2 separate regions of the Zea mays genome follow, and region 2 is linked to region 1. A link is a contact called in public Hi-C data. All regions are on one chromosome and are shown on one strand. Each heading gives the region's core, a stretch centred on a gene start, on an enhancer-like site or on the middle of the called end of the contact. The rest is flanking DNA. Distances are from core to core; before and after follow the strand shown. Region 1 holds the start of LOC103639530 (exostosin family protein). Region 2 holds the start of LOC100276002.

Region 1 (6,075 bases), core at 2,572-5,071:
TGGACGGCCTCCTTCGTATGCTGAACCTAGATTACCGTTGAAATAAAAAAGTGTTGTACGGTTGTTCCTTGGCCTGTGAAAGTTGTGTTACCTGATATAAGGTTATAAGGAACATAAACAGTTGATAGAATATATAGTTAAATTTACAGATACCTTGCCCACAGTTTTAACCATATGGCCCCTGGGTTAGGTTCCTTCCATGCCGGAAGCACTAGATCCTTTCTTGGATCAAAACATGGATGGTTGCCTCTCTTATCCAAAGGAATATCATCCCAGTTATCTGCCCAATAAGCTGTCGTTGAATTCTTATGTTTTGTGTTAGTGTTCCCCCAGTGGACAAGCATCATGCTCTTCCAAATCTCTTTTGGTGCATAGCAGGCACCTTCATCCCATGAAAAGAACTGCCTTTATGTAAGTTGAAAAACAGCCAGTCACTGTTACTATTGAATAAGAACCAAAGAACCATTATACAGTTATAATTCATTCAAATATGAAACCCACCCAGATATGGTCTCTTCCCGAAGTGCGGTTCCAGTAAGGATACTGCTGAGCTATGTGACCATGTGCCATTCTATAGTACTCAAGTGCATGGTAGCTCCTTCGGCGCAGGTCCCTCTAAAATTAAAACTCAAATTCTGGAGAACATCAAGACCATCGAAGAACATATGGATCACAATTCTTACCGGCAATAGAAGATGTGGAGCATCATCGGATCTAGTTATTAGACATGAGTCAAGCACTGGCACATAGAAATAATCAGCTTCGTCCCCATTAAGAGTGCGGTGAGGGCTAGCAAGAATGCTCTCATGAAGTGCTATCTACATAGAAAATAAAACATTAGTCAGATTTGCTTGTATTCATAAATTTAATATCACTGTGAGTATGTAGTCATGGAGCAACAAACATTAACCTATGTACTAGCAGCTAAAATTAGCAAACCTGAGCACCATACAATTGCTGGGTCCATATAGTTCTATTCATGTCATCATATATTCTGTTTACACACTGGAATCTGTAATGTCGTCCCTGAGAAAATAATATTAATCTCAATACTGCAGTAAAGCCTCATGAACACAAAAAGGAACATGTATGACACAGACTTACTTCAAGAAGATGACTGTCAAACTCAGCTGGCAAATCATATACATATATCAGTGGCCTTTTTTTCTGAACAACGGCCTTAACACCAATGGTGGTACTGTTCAAAGTTTTCAGATCTGGTAAATTCACTGGTGTCTGGAGCCACGAGGGCCAGTCATATGCAAGCGAATATGCTGATGGGATACTGCAATCAATCCCAAAATATCCACTGTCACACTGAAGAAGATACTGGATGAGATTACAGCTTACAGAAGTGGAAAAACACAAAACAACACACCACATTAAATTTAACAAAATTATTCCATTTCATTAAATCCCTGAAACGTACTTTACAGAAACCACCACGGCAATGCCCATGTCCAGAGCACTGGTTGATGCAGCTGCATTCAGCACGTGTCTCACAGAACTGCCCCCAGAGACCATCATATTTGCAATCACATTCTTCTTTAAACTTCACTTTGGATGAATATGCGTCCTCAGGGACCACATTACACCATCCTAACTTACTGCTGTTTGTTGTAAGTATGTTTTCCAGGTCAGGTGTTTTCCAATCAGTAAGCTTTGGACCATCAGGTTTTGCAGGTAAACTAGAAAGATGGATAAGAGAAGATTAGTAGTACTTTCAAAAAAGAAAGAAGTTTAGTAGTAATATTAAAGTAGCTCAAAAACAAATAATCAGATTGAGTATCAGTGATAGTCTTACATTGTTTTAAAACCACAAGCTTCTGCCACAGGACGATCTGGGTATTTTGTCCCAGGCCCACAAAAGCACATTGCCCTTGTTTTATCACAGTGAGCTGCACAGATGGAAACTATCCATTGACCTACAGGCCATTCTGGGGAGCTTGGAAGGTTGCATTCCAAGTTCAGAACCTCCTCACATCCTTTCCCTGTATCAATGAAGCCATATTGTGAGGAGTCTTGATTAGGAATACATCACTACAAATTTAAATGTTATTGAAATCTAACATTAGCAAGGAAACAATATATATGCCACCTTTCTACAGTTCGCACTCTCATGTTCTTCCATTTTTTAAATGAAATAGTTGTTTTTTAGTAAACCCAAAAGGCCAAAACCATAGAAAGTTCAAAGAACAATCCATTCACCTGCAGAAATATATGTCCACACTCCACAGACAAGGTTATGATCACATAAGTTTAACACAGTAGTTCAGTTCCCATTTCACCTAGGTCACTCACAGAGCTCAAATCCAACAACAGGTATTTGTAGTAAAAAAACAATATATGAGGCTTCAATGCTGCAATTCTTAATCCATAAATTCATATACAATAAACTGAAAGGTATATATTCTTTCAGACATACAAAATACATGTTCTGTGTTCTTTCAAGTGATCTAAACAGAGTATGCCACAGATGAAAGGAGATATACTGAGCGTACTCAGAGATGAAATTTTATAAGATCTGTGAAAAAATGATGTACACATGGTTAGGAAGACATTTGTAGGTTGCATTGCTGTATCCAATATAAGAATGCATGATTAATATTTTGTGCTACCTAACTCTATCAAATGATATTGTTACCTTTTTTATTTGGCTCTAGCCTCTAGTATTAAGTTCTTAAAAGCCAGCCCTTCAAGATCCCAAGTATTGAATTATTAGTGCATGGACTCTTATTAATAGAAAGTGAATACTGAGAAGTAAGATCAACCAGAATATCCATGAAAGCATCTGCACTCTCCCAGATTATAGTTGCAAACACCACGAGCACTGCAGTCTTTCACGCAGCGTTTTGCACCCATGGCCTGTCGCAGAAGAGAAACCTAAATTAACCCAATAAAAAGCTAAGTCAAAGCGCACAAGCAGTAACAAGGGTGGGTACAAACCTCAGTAACATCAACAGACGAAGAGTTAGCATGACACCCAGCAAGCCATCGACCAATCTCAGCCTTCCATGGCGCGCCTCGGAATGCCACAGCACCATATGAATCAGAAGGGAAACACCCCTTGAGGCGCGAGTCAACCACCTCGACGGCTGGGAGGACATTCTTTGGGTGGCTTATACTGCTGCGAGAACCGAAGTAATAGAAGGAGGCAGGAAGTATTGGCACCATGAACACATGGACAGCGGTGATAAGCACCACCAAGGTGCCAGCTACGCCCACAAATGCCACAGGGCATTTCGTCGAACGGATTGCGAACATGGTCAAACTATCATCCGGGCATCAGGCGGAGACGCGCTTCCCCTGCTGTCGGCGTCGATGATGACGCCGTAGTTCAAGGGAGCCAAGTGAGGGTGGGGTCAGGGTAAGCACGGACGCGGTGAGGAGCGTGAGGCCTCCGGCGGAGCGGCGGCTGGCGAGAGCTGAGCAGGATCAGACAGAGGCGGCTGCGGATCACAAGCCTGACAAGGATCAACTCTTCGATGAAAGCGCGAGCCGTCAGAATCGTTGGAATTGGTGTTCCTACAAGGTCAGAGTGGATCTTGGAGACATGGTACTGGGGTCCAGCGGAGCGCGGTGCGACCGGGGCCGGGCGCGGCCACGGGGTCGTGGAGGGCTCGGTGGCAGGACCGGCGCACGGGGGTGCTCGGTGAGGTGGCTGCGGCGATGGTCGCGTGGCGGCAGCAGGGAGCGGGGCCGTGCGGACGGAGGACGGAGCAGCCGAGCGATCCTGCCTCCTGCGACCGGAGCAGACGCGAGGACAAAGACGGAATGAAACGAAACGCCGAAACGGTAACAAGACTGTCGAATGAGTTAGGAGTTAGCGCATCCTCTATTCATTCTTATTTATTTTTTATTTCTTCCTTTTGGTTTGTGTATATTGTTATCTTATTTTTTTACAACTCAATAATTAGTATAAAAATAAAATTATTTTATTAAATTTTAGTAATCAACTTGCGATGTATATTACTTATGGGTGACAATATTCTCTAAATTTTACACTATAATAGTACTAAAGTACGCCCTTTAGTATGAAGTGGTTACTCACAAAAAACCTATAATGATACATCCAGTGGATAGTTTCGCTTTCGAGAGAGGTAATTAAGGGGTGTTTGTTTTATAAGTACTAACATTTTATTTCATTTTAGTCTATAAATTATCAAATATAGAAATTAAAACTATATTTTAATTTTCATATTTAAGGAGACTAAAATAGAATAAAATGAAGGGACTAAAAATTAATCCATATAAATCAATCACTCAATATCGAGAGTGCCGGTGGATAGTTTCGGTTTTTGAGAGAAAGAGGGTAATTAACGTCGGTAACAACTGTGTACAAGTTGTCTCTAGGAATTATAAAAACCCAAAATTTAATTTCTACCTTCGTATTAAATCCTAAAATTCAAAATACATTTAATAAAAATAATAAAAATAAGACAAACAAATTTAACTAAAAGAAAACTTAATGTATCTATTAAGTTATTAGAGTTGCACAATAACTTATTCATAAAAAAACTTTTTGTTAGAAGGGGAAAAATACAACTCGCTCTAGATAAAGTCCATAAAATTAGCTTATTGTCTAATGTTCATAGTAAAGTTAAAATTATATCGCATCTTCCAATTCAAAACTGCAAAAAACATATAACTAGTATCAACTCCAGCTTTGAGTATATGAAAGTATGAAATAAATTATAATTTATAACTTTTTCGTGCATCTATATGGATATGCCTTAAATGGGTCGTGTCCGTGGGCCCTAACCTCAACCCCCATTGTATCGAGCAACTATAGTTATGTTCGCCAAGTTAAGAGTTTCAGGAGTTAAATGCACGAGTTGCTGAAATTGTCAAGGAATGAGACTCAGTTTTGCTAACTTTGAAAACACATTTCTAAAAGTAATGTGTTGCACATCATTAAACATGTAAAATAGTGCACCACAGGTCTATTTCTGGACCACAACAGTCACTACGGTGCACCACTTAACAAATTTAGAAACCTACGAATATATATTCAAAGGTCGTGGATATAAATAGCATCCCTTAACAAGTGCAGATGTCATTCATGTATTTAACTCTTGTTTCACCATAGTTGATGCAAAATCTAGTTCATGGTCTTGTCAAATAAAAAAGGTCATGGAGGATCAAGGAACAGCTCAATGCAACCCAGATTATGTGCTTTCAATGTGTAGCAACTCCTGCGAGTGATCATATGAGAAGTAACTTGAGACTGTAAAATCTTTAAATGCAAACCAAGTCTATATAAAAAGTTGTGATTCCCGGAAGAGATTTCAGAATTCTTGCACTTCCTTACAGACCAGTGAATCCACATTGTTACAACTTAGGACTACAAAGTATCCTTGTGCCAAAACAATTGAAGAAACAGAAACAACATCCCCAATGTGGCAGGCACAAACCTTCATGAATTAAGAAACAGACCATCGACTTATATCACCCCCAAGGAATGTATATAGATTGCACTTCAAACTGTTTCGAACTGATAAGTAGTAGTTGAATTGTATAACCTCAGTATATCACTTCAAGGGACAAAAAAATGCAGTTTATTTGAACAAACGACAAAGCAGCAGAACCACGTTTTGCTATATCTCGAATTATACATATGGAGAAGACTTTCAACCTGTATGACTATACATGATTCTTTTTGTTTACTTCCCGTATAGAGTACCCATGAAATGAATCAATCAAATAGGAACAGAGAATATTTGGAAATGAATGAAGTAATGGATTCTAACTATATCAAGTGTTGCTCGTTAAAAAATTGTAGTGTTATGACGCTACTCCACAAGGAAAGTGCAGGGCTTCAAGAACCAAAACATGCTGCTGGAGCTCCCTTCTGCATCACACGCTGCTCTTGTATTGTTCATATCCTTAACACCAAAGGGTTGCCTCACAGCATCTTTTTTGCTCTCCAGGTCCTTACTAGGTGTCCCCTTCTCCTAAAGAAAAGGTAGTTACAGTATAGTTAGATATCTGTGTGACCAACTTCAGATAAATAGCTCATTAGTAATGGGTGGGCACAAGAGCCCTAGAACTATAAAATCACTGTGTTTGCTTTTT
Region 2 (6,075 bases), core at 2,247-4,746, 160 kb after region 1:
AATATATTTGGTTTCTTAGGCATGTATGGGAAGGACAAGGATAAAATAGAATCACATGAGGACTTGAAAGCTATGACACGAAAGGGCCTGCACCAAGACGTGAGGGATGGAGGACAACATTATCTAGATCCTGCTAACTATACTATCAGCATGAAAGAACATATTGCATAATGAGCATGTACAGGTGCACTCATTGAGCTAGCCTTCTCAAGAGAGGCTATCCTAGCATTCTTCTCTAATAGCTCAGTCTACAAACAAGGACAAGACTAACACGCGCACGACAAGATAAATCTATATTGTAACTCATTACTCATGGCACTCATCTAGCAGGGTGGCATACTTGGTCTGCAATATGCTAATCTTTGGCATGTGAAGAGCACACTCATCACATTTAGCCTCGTTAGGCACCACCACATAATATCTAGCAAACTCAAGCTCCTTAAGCACATCATCGTACTTGCATTTGCACTCTTTCCTCTCATGCGTTGCAAGCCTAAGTAACTTGTCCTAACTAACTAAAGCATCCATCAACTTGTCTGCCTCAATAGCGATATCATCAATGAAAAGTGATACCTAAGAGGTGGAGTCATCATTGATGTCCTTATCATCGATGTCCATCGTGTCGTCACCAAGTGTTGATGTTGTAGATGCATCTTGCTGGATGACTTCATGGTTGATCCACTTGGTGCTCTCGAGGTTCTAGACTTGGTTCACCATCGTGTTGAGCCAATTGTACATAGCTTGTGGATCATCTTCTTTGTTGAGGGTGAGCCGTCCGAGAACTACCTCTATCATCTCCCTTTTGGTGATCTTGTTGACACGGTCACCTTCATGTGCCGTCTTGAGGATATCCCTAACTTAATTGGTGCTTTTCAACCCTTGTACTTTGTTGTACTCTTCTCGACTCAAGGAGGCAAGGAGTATTGTGGTTGCTTGTGAGTTGAAGTGTTGGATTTGAGCTGTCTCGTCCGAATCATAATCCTCATCTTTCACCTATGGTGCCTGCGCTCCAAATTTAACAATGCCCCAAATACTTTCGTGGAGTGAGGTTAGGTGATTCCTTATTTTATCACTCCACATAGAATAATCTTCACCATCGAATTGAGGTGGTTCCCTAATGGAACTGAAAGCAATTGAGTATGTTTTGGAATGTGAGGATAACGAAATAGAATTTAGTTACTCTTTTTACGCTCTTGGCGCCTGGAGGAGGTCGATTCACCGTCTGATGTTGAAGGCAAAGAATCAGTCTCATAAATTACCACCTTATCCATCTTCTTTTTCTTCTTGACATCCTTGTTCTTGTGTGATTAGGTGTAGCTGTTGGATTCTTCCTTCCGCTCCTTATGCTTGTGCTTGTCCCCGGATAACTTGATCCCTCTTGATGGCACCTTGTCTTCGGGCTTGGATCCCGAAGGCTCGGGCTTTCCTTTTGATGGCACCTTCTCGTTCTTAGTGTGTCCACCCGATATCACCCGGGGTTAATGTTAGAACGGGTATAGAATAAATCGGAGTGTGGAAGAGGAGTTCTTCTTGCTTAGAGTTGTTCAATCAATTGTGGATTACTTTGGGAGTTAACTCGAATGGATCCCAAGCAAAAGAACTAGAGAGAGAGGAGAGGAAGAACCAAATCACAAAGGTTGTGATCAACGCAGAGACACGAGCGATTTGTTTCTTGAGGTTCAACTTCGAAGAGTTTACATCCCATTGAGGAGTCCATAAAGGACGAGTCTCTTTCAACCCTTTCCTCTCTCACACGGTCACGAAGAACGGATGAGTTTTCTTCACTATCTTAGGGACACCAAGTCCCGCAAGAACCTCCACACAAAGAACAAAGTCTCTTGCCTCGCTTTACAATCAAAGAGAATGGAGAAGGGAGTGAGAATGAAAACTCGAATCAAGATCACAAGAACTCACAACTCTCAAATGTGCAAACAACTAAGTCTCTCAAACTCAAATCGATCTAATGCGGCGCGGGAATAGCTTTGGAAGCTTGGAGATTTGCACTTAATGTGTAGTAGGTTGGAGCGAATCTTGTGTTATCAATGTGTTGGTTGGGGGTATTCACCAAAAGAGCCGTTGGAGAAAAGTTGAATTTTCTGCTCTATCGGATGGTGCATCGGACCCCCTACCCTTGTCAGTCTGCGCCCGCAGGTTACTGTTGAAGGTTGTCAGCCGACCATTGGCTTCTGTCACACTGTCCGGTGCGCGACCGGTGCGCTAGCCTGAAACTGTTGAATTATGTGCTCCCTGCATACAAGGTCCGGATAGCCGTCGAACCGGTATGGTGCGCCAGCTAGTTTTAGGCTAAGTCTGAGTCTTCTGCTTGGACGGTTCAGTGCACTATTGGACCGGTCCGATGCCCTAGCCAGTAGACCAGTTTCCCTCTTTTTGTCCAAATTTTCTTCAATTCCTTTTGACTGATCTTAAGGGGTGCTCCTATGACTTGGACAAACTTATCTAGTGAAAATCCAACTAGTCTAAGTCATAAATCTTGAACTTTTTGTTTTCTCCAACTTAGAATTTTGTTTCTGCTTAAACTAGCTCCAAAAGAGTGTTTCGTTGTCTTAGGTGTATCAAACAGGTTACTGGGGTGTTTACAATTTATCTAAGGGAGCTAGGAAAAGTTCCTCTATTCCAAGTTATATCCCTTTTTGGTTGGTTATAAAATGTTTCTGACTTAGAATCTATTTTGAAACTTATGCATCATCAAAGGCTAGGCAAATTAGTTAGCCCACGGTCTAATGACAGCGCGAAGGTGGGTGGGCCTGTGGGCTGCCGGCCTGCTCGGAAACGGAAACTGGAGCCACGGCCGGACCATCAGACAGCGTGAATAGCCTGCTGGTTCCTATAAAAACAATTCAGCTGGTACTGGAGACTGGAGGCTGGAGCAGTCGAACACCCAAAAAAAATTAGGAAACCAGTCGAGCAGACATATGCATATCCATGAATGGAGTCTGGAGCAAATATGAATAGTATTTTGTTCCGGATTAGAGCGCAGGCGCAACCGCGCAACGACGAACGAAATGTACAGGTCGCACAAGCATAGTACGGGGTGCAGGAGCAGGACTCGCTCGATCACTGGCACTGCTCAGGAGAAAGACATGGAAGCAGGCAGGAAGCTAGGCGGAGAAGAGGCCGTCGGCAGCGGCCAGCGCGAGCCCGGTCTTGGGCTCCAGCTGCACCGCGACGGTGAATCTGACCCCGGACGCGGCGGCGGAGGCGGACTCCACCCACGAGCTCCACACCTTGGCCACGGCCCCGAAGTTCCTTGTCTCGCCGCCGCTCCCGCTGCTGCTGCCGCTGTCCCCGCCGGGGGCGCCTCGCCTTGCCGTCTTCTCGAACTGCTCCGCCACCAGCAACGCGATGTCCGCCATCCTCTCTCTCGTATCTGCTGGGCTCGCTGACGACGATCTCACTCTGCTCTTGTCGGTTGTTGCTCTGCTCTAGTGCTCTGGTGACTGTGGAATGGATGCTGTCTGTGAAACTGCGATGGCCGATGATCGGGGTCGGATGGGCTTGTGTGGCATATATATAGCCCCGCGCCGCGCCTGGGTCGGTTCGGTGGTGATTGGTGAACAGTACGTCAGGCGCTTGGGTCTGCTCGAGCTCCGGATAAGCATCGCGCGTTGCCTTTTTCAATTCTGCTGCCGCGTCGACGGTTTGGTCCGTCGCTGGTTTCGTTTCTTCGCTTGATGGCGAACCCTGTCTCTTTCTGTGGTCTTAATCCCCGTGGGCCGGCGTGTTGCACGTTCTCTAGCAGTACCAGCACGTCCTGTCTCGATGATTTTTTATTACAATATATTAATTATTGTTACATACATTCAAACAAGTCTGGCTGTCTATAGATTGCCGATGGTTTTGTGGATGTTCTGCTAATCTACTGTGATGCAAGCAAACACGCTGATGACATCACTATTTGTTTAGCGTTTTAATAATCTTAAATATACAAAAAAAAACTGAAACAAAAAGTTGTAGATGTTACTGAACATATAGAAAAATATCCTTATCTGACACCATAAAAACACTTGATTTTATAAGTCAAGAAGCCCTTAGGTGCGCTAGTGTAGCAGTTGCACCGACCAGAGCCACGCCACCCCACGCCGTACCTTGTGCTTCAATCAATCACAAACAAGGTACTACGCGCTGGTATCCTAGAGGGTCGGGGTTGTTTGTTTCGAATTAAAGTTGGTTCTTTAAAGCTGATACAGATTAAAGCTAAACGAATATACTTTATTATTTTTTTTAAACACCGGTCCATCGCGGATGATATATATCCCTATCTTAGCTGACTCATGGTTGTCCCATATCTTAGCTGACTCATGGTTGTCCTTGCCTCCTTCAACAGGCGTGACCTGAACCTCATACGTGCACGCCAGAGCAAGATCAACACTCTCTCTACTCTGGTCTGGGGGTCGGAATTAAGATCATAATGAGTGGGATTGAGGGAGACTAAATCATTTCCAAGTTAAAGTACTCTTCGATCCATGTGATTTACGGCTGAAACGAAGGCCTCAGTAATCTCCAATGTACACCGAAGCACGGGTCGCCGTGACGCTGCCCTTCCCTGTAATAAACACACACACACACACAGAGAAAATGAAGCCCAGGAAATCACTCCCCATTGGTACAGCTCGCAAGTCAACGTTTCATAAGACCTGGTACTCACATACAACGAAGATCCCGACACATGTCTTCAGATGGCGTTACAAATTCACCGGAGCAACATCAGGTCATAGTTATACATTCCTAATTTTCTACAAGTATCAAACATGAGACGTACAAACTCTTCGGCGTGTTGCCTGTAGGCTTCACTCCCCTTCACCTACGGATCGCTGCAAAGGATTTCGGTGAAGACGGAGAGTGCATCCTGCAGGTACGACGACCTGCTCTCGTCTGGAACTGGAGCGTTGAGCATCGTCAGAAGACACCCCATGGGTAGGTTCAGCGTCTCGCTTGGGGTGTCCACCAGAAGCGCGCATAGCTCCTCTGCCATCTTCGAGTAGCATGCCCTGTCAGCAAGCCCAGTGAGAGAATACTCCGAATATAAACCTAAACAAGAATGCTTCAGAATTCCAAATGGTGCTAATCAGCTGGGATTTGAACAATTTAACATAACAGCGAAGTTCCTCATGTAGTTCAGGTTTGCTATTTGCACCAGCTCATTATAATCCAGTGGGCCAACTCCATCAAAACATGGTACAGAAGGACATGGTTTCAGATAGTGGATGTGGATCAGTCACATACTGTAGAAGAGTGTTACCTTGACTCAACAGGTAATTTGCTTCCCCAGACTAACAACGATTCGTTTAATCGACCAAAGAAACTTCTGCATGATTCACTCATCTCCTCGAGTGAATCCTGAAACCAAAAAAAAAAGTAATGCTGATCTCAGTCACAGATCTACAAGGAAATGCTTGTGAGTTTGTCTCTGAAGTAAGGGCTTGTACGGTTGTACCGAATCATCCATGGCATTTCTTTCTTGCATTGAGTTCTTCAGAACGTAGAAGTCTATGTATATTCCGGCACCAAGGTCCCAGTCAGCAATTTCATACTTGTGGTTCTCCAAGGCACTTGTGATCCTCCAGACCTCCTGATGGTTAGCTGAGCCAAAATAACAACGAATGAAGTGACTGCGTATTCATACCAAGAATGCCATGTTTATTAAAAAAAGATAAATGAAAAATACAAGTCCAGCAAGCATATAGGAGGAAAAGAATATATTGTTTGAACAGACTCATCGTGAGGTTTCTAGGAAATACGTGCAGCTGTATATTTATGCACAGCAAAAGCAATATGTTTCAATCATGGTGAAAAAAAAGGCAATACATTTACCAAATAAAGAAATTCATTGAAAAAATGTTTAGGGCACTGTAAGCAAAACTTACATGACAGAAACATAGAATGAGCAACAGAAGTCACGAAAATAGTGTGAGCTTTCTTCCAGTTGCCACACTGAATCAAATTCTCCAGTGCACCCTGTTTATCTCCATAGTATTCGTGATAAAGAGCCTGTATATAGAGCTCATTAGCTACACATGCTTCATGTGTAATAATTTTCATGCACTGGCATTATAA

The links. Hi-C and Micro-C count contacts between places; a contact is called where the count stands out from the background.
Region 2: a contact with region 1 is called in a Hi-C map of ear, with 4 times the contacts expected there. The contact joins the promoter of LOC100276002 here to the promoter of LOC103639530 in region 1. A contact is called at or near these places in 5 of 25 Hi-C or Micro-C datasets (ear, endosperm, leaf and 1 more).

The regions. Positions count from the first base shown.
Region 1 is chr9:157,397,041-157,403,115 of Zm-B73-REFERENCE-NAM-5.0, forward strand. LOC103639530 (exostosin family protein) reads right to left here and starts at 3,822. Exons shown (of 14, transcript XM_008662270.3): 1 at 2,947-3,822; 2 at 2,772-2,865; 3 at 1,805-1,991; 4 at 1,430-1,688; 5 at 1,105-1,317; 6 at 940-1,026; 7 at 684-818; 8 at 502-615; 9 at 154-401; 10 at 1-73. The coding sequence starts at 3,264. It overlaps LOC100278398, which reads right to left. Exons shown (of 7, transcript NM_001374043.1): 7 at 5,547-5,954. The coding sequence ends at 5,793.
Region 2 is chr9:157,559,586-157,565,660 of Zm-B73-REFERENCE-NAM-5.0, forward strand. It overlaps LOC100276002, which reads right to left and starts at 3,497. Exons shown (of 1, transcript NM_001329204.1): 1 at 2,956-3,497. The coding sequence starts at 3,374. The coding sequence ends at 3,120. It overlaps LOC103639534 (nuclear pore complex protein NUP96), which reads right to left. Exons shown (of 6, transcript XM_008662276.3): 3 at 5,886-6,009; 4 at 5,456-5,601; 5 at 5,261-5,358; 6 at 4,598-5,009. The coding sequence ends at 4,823.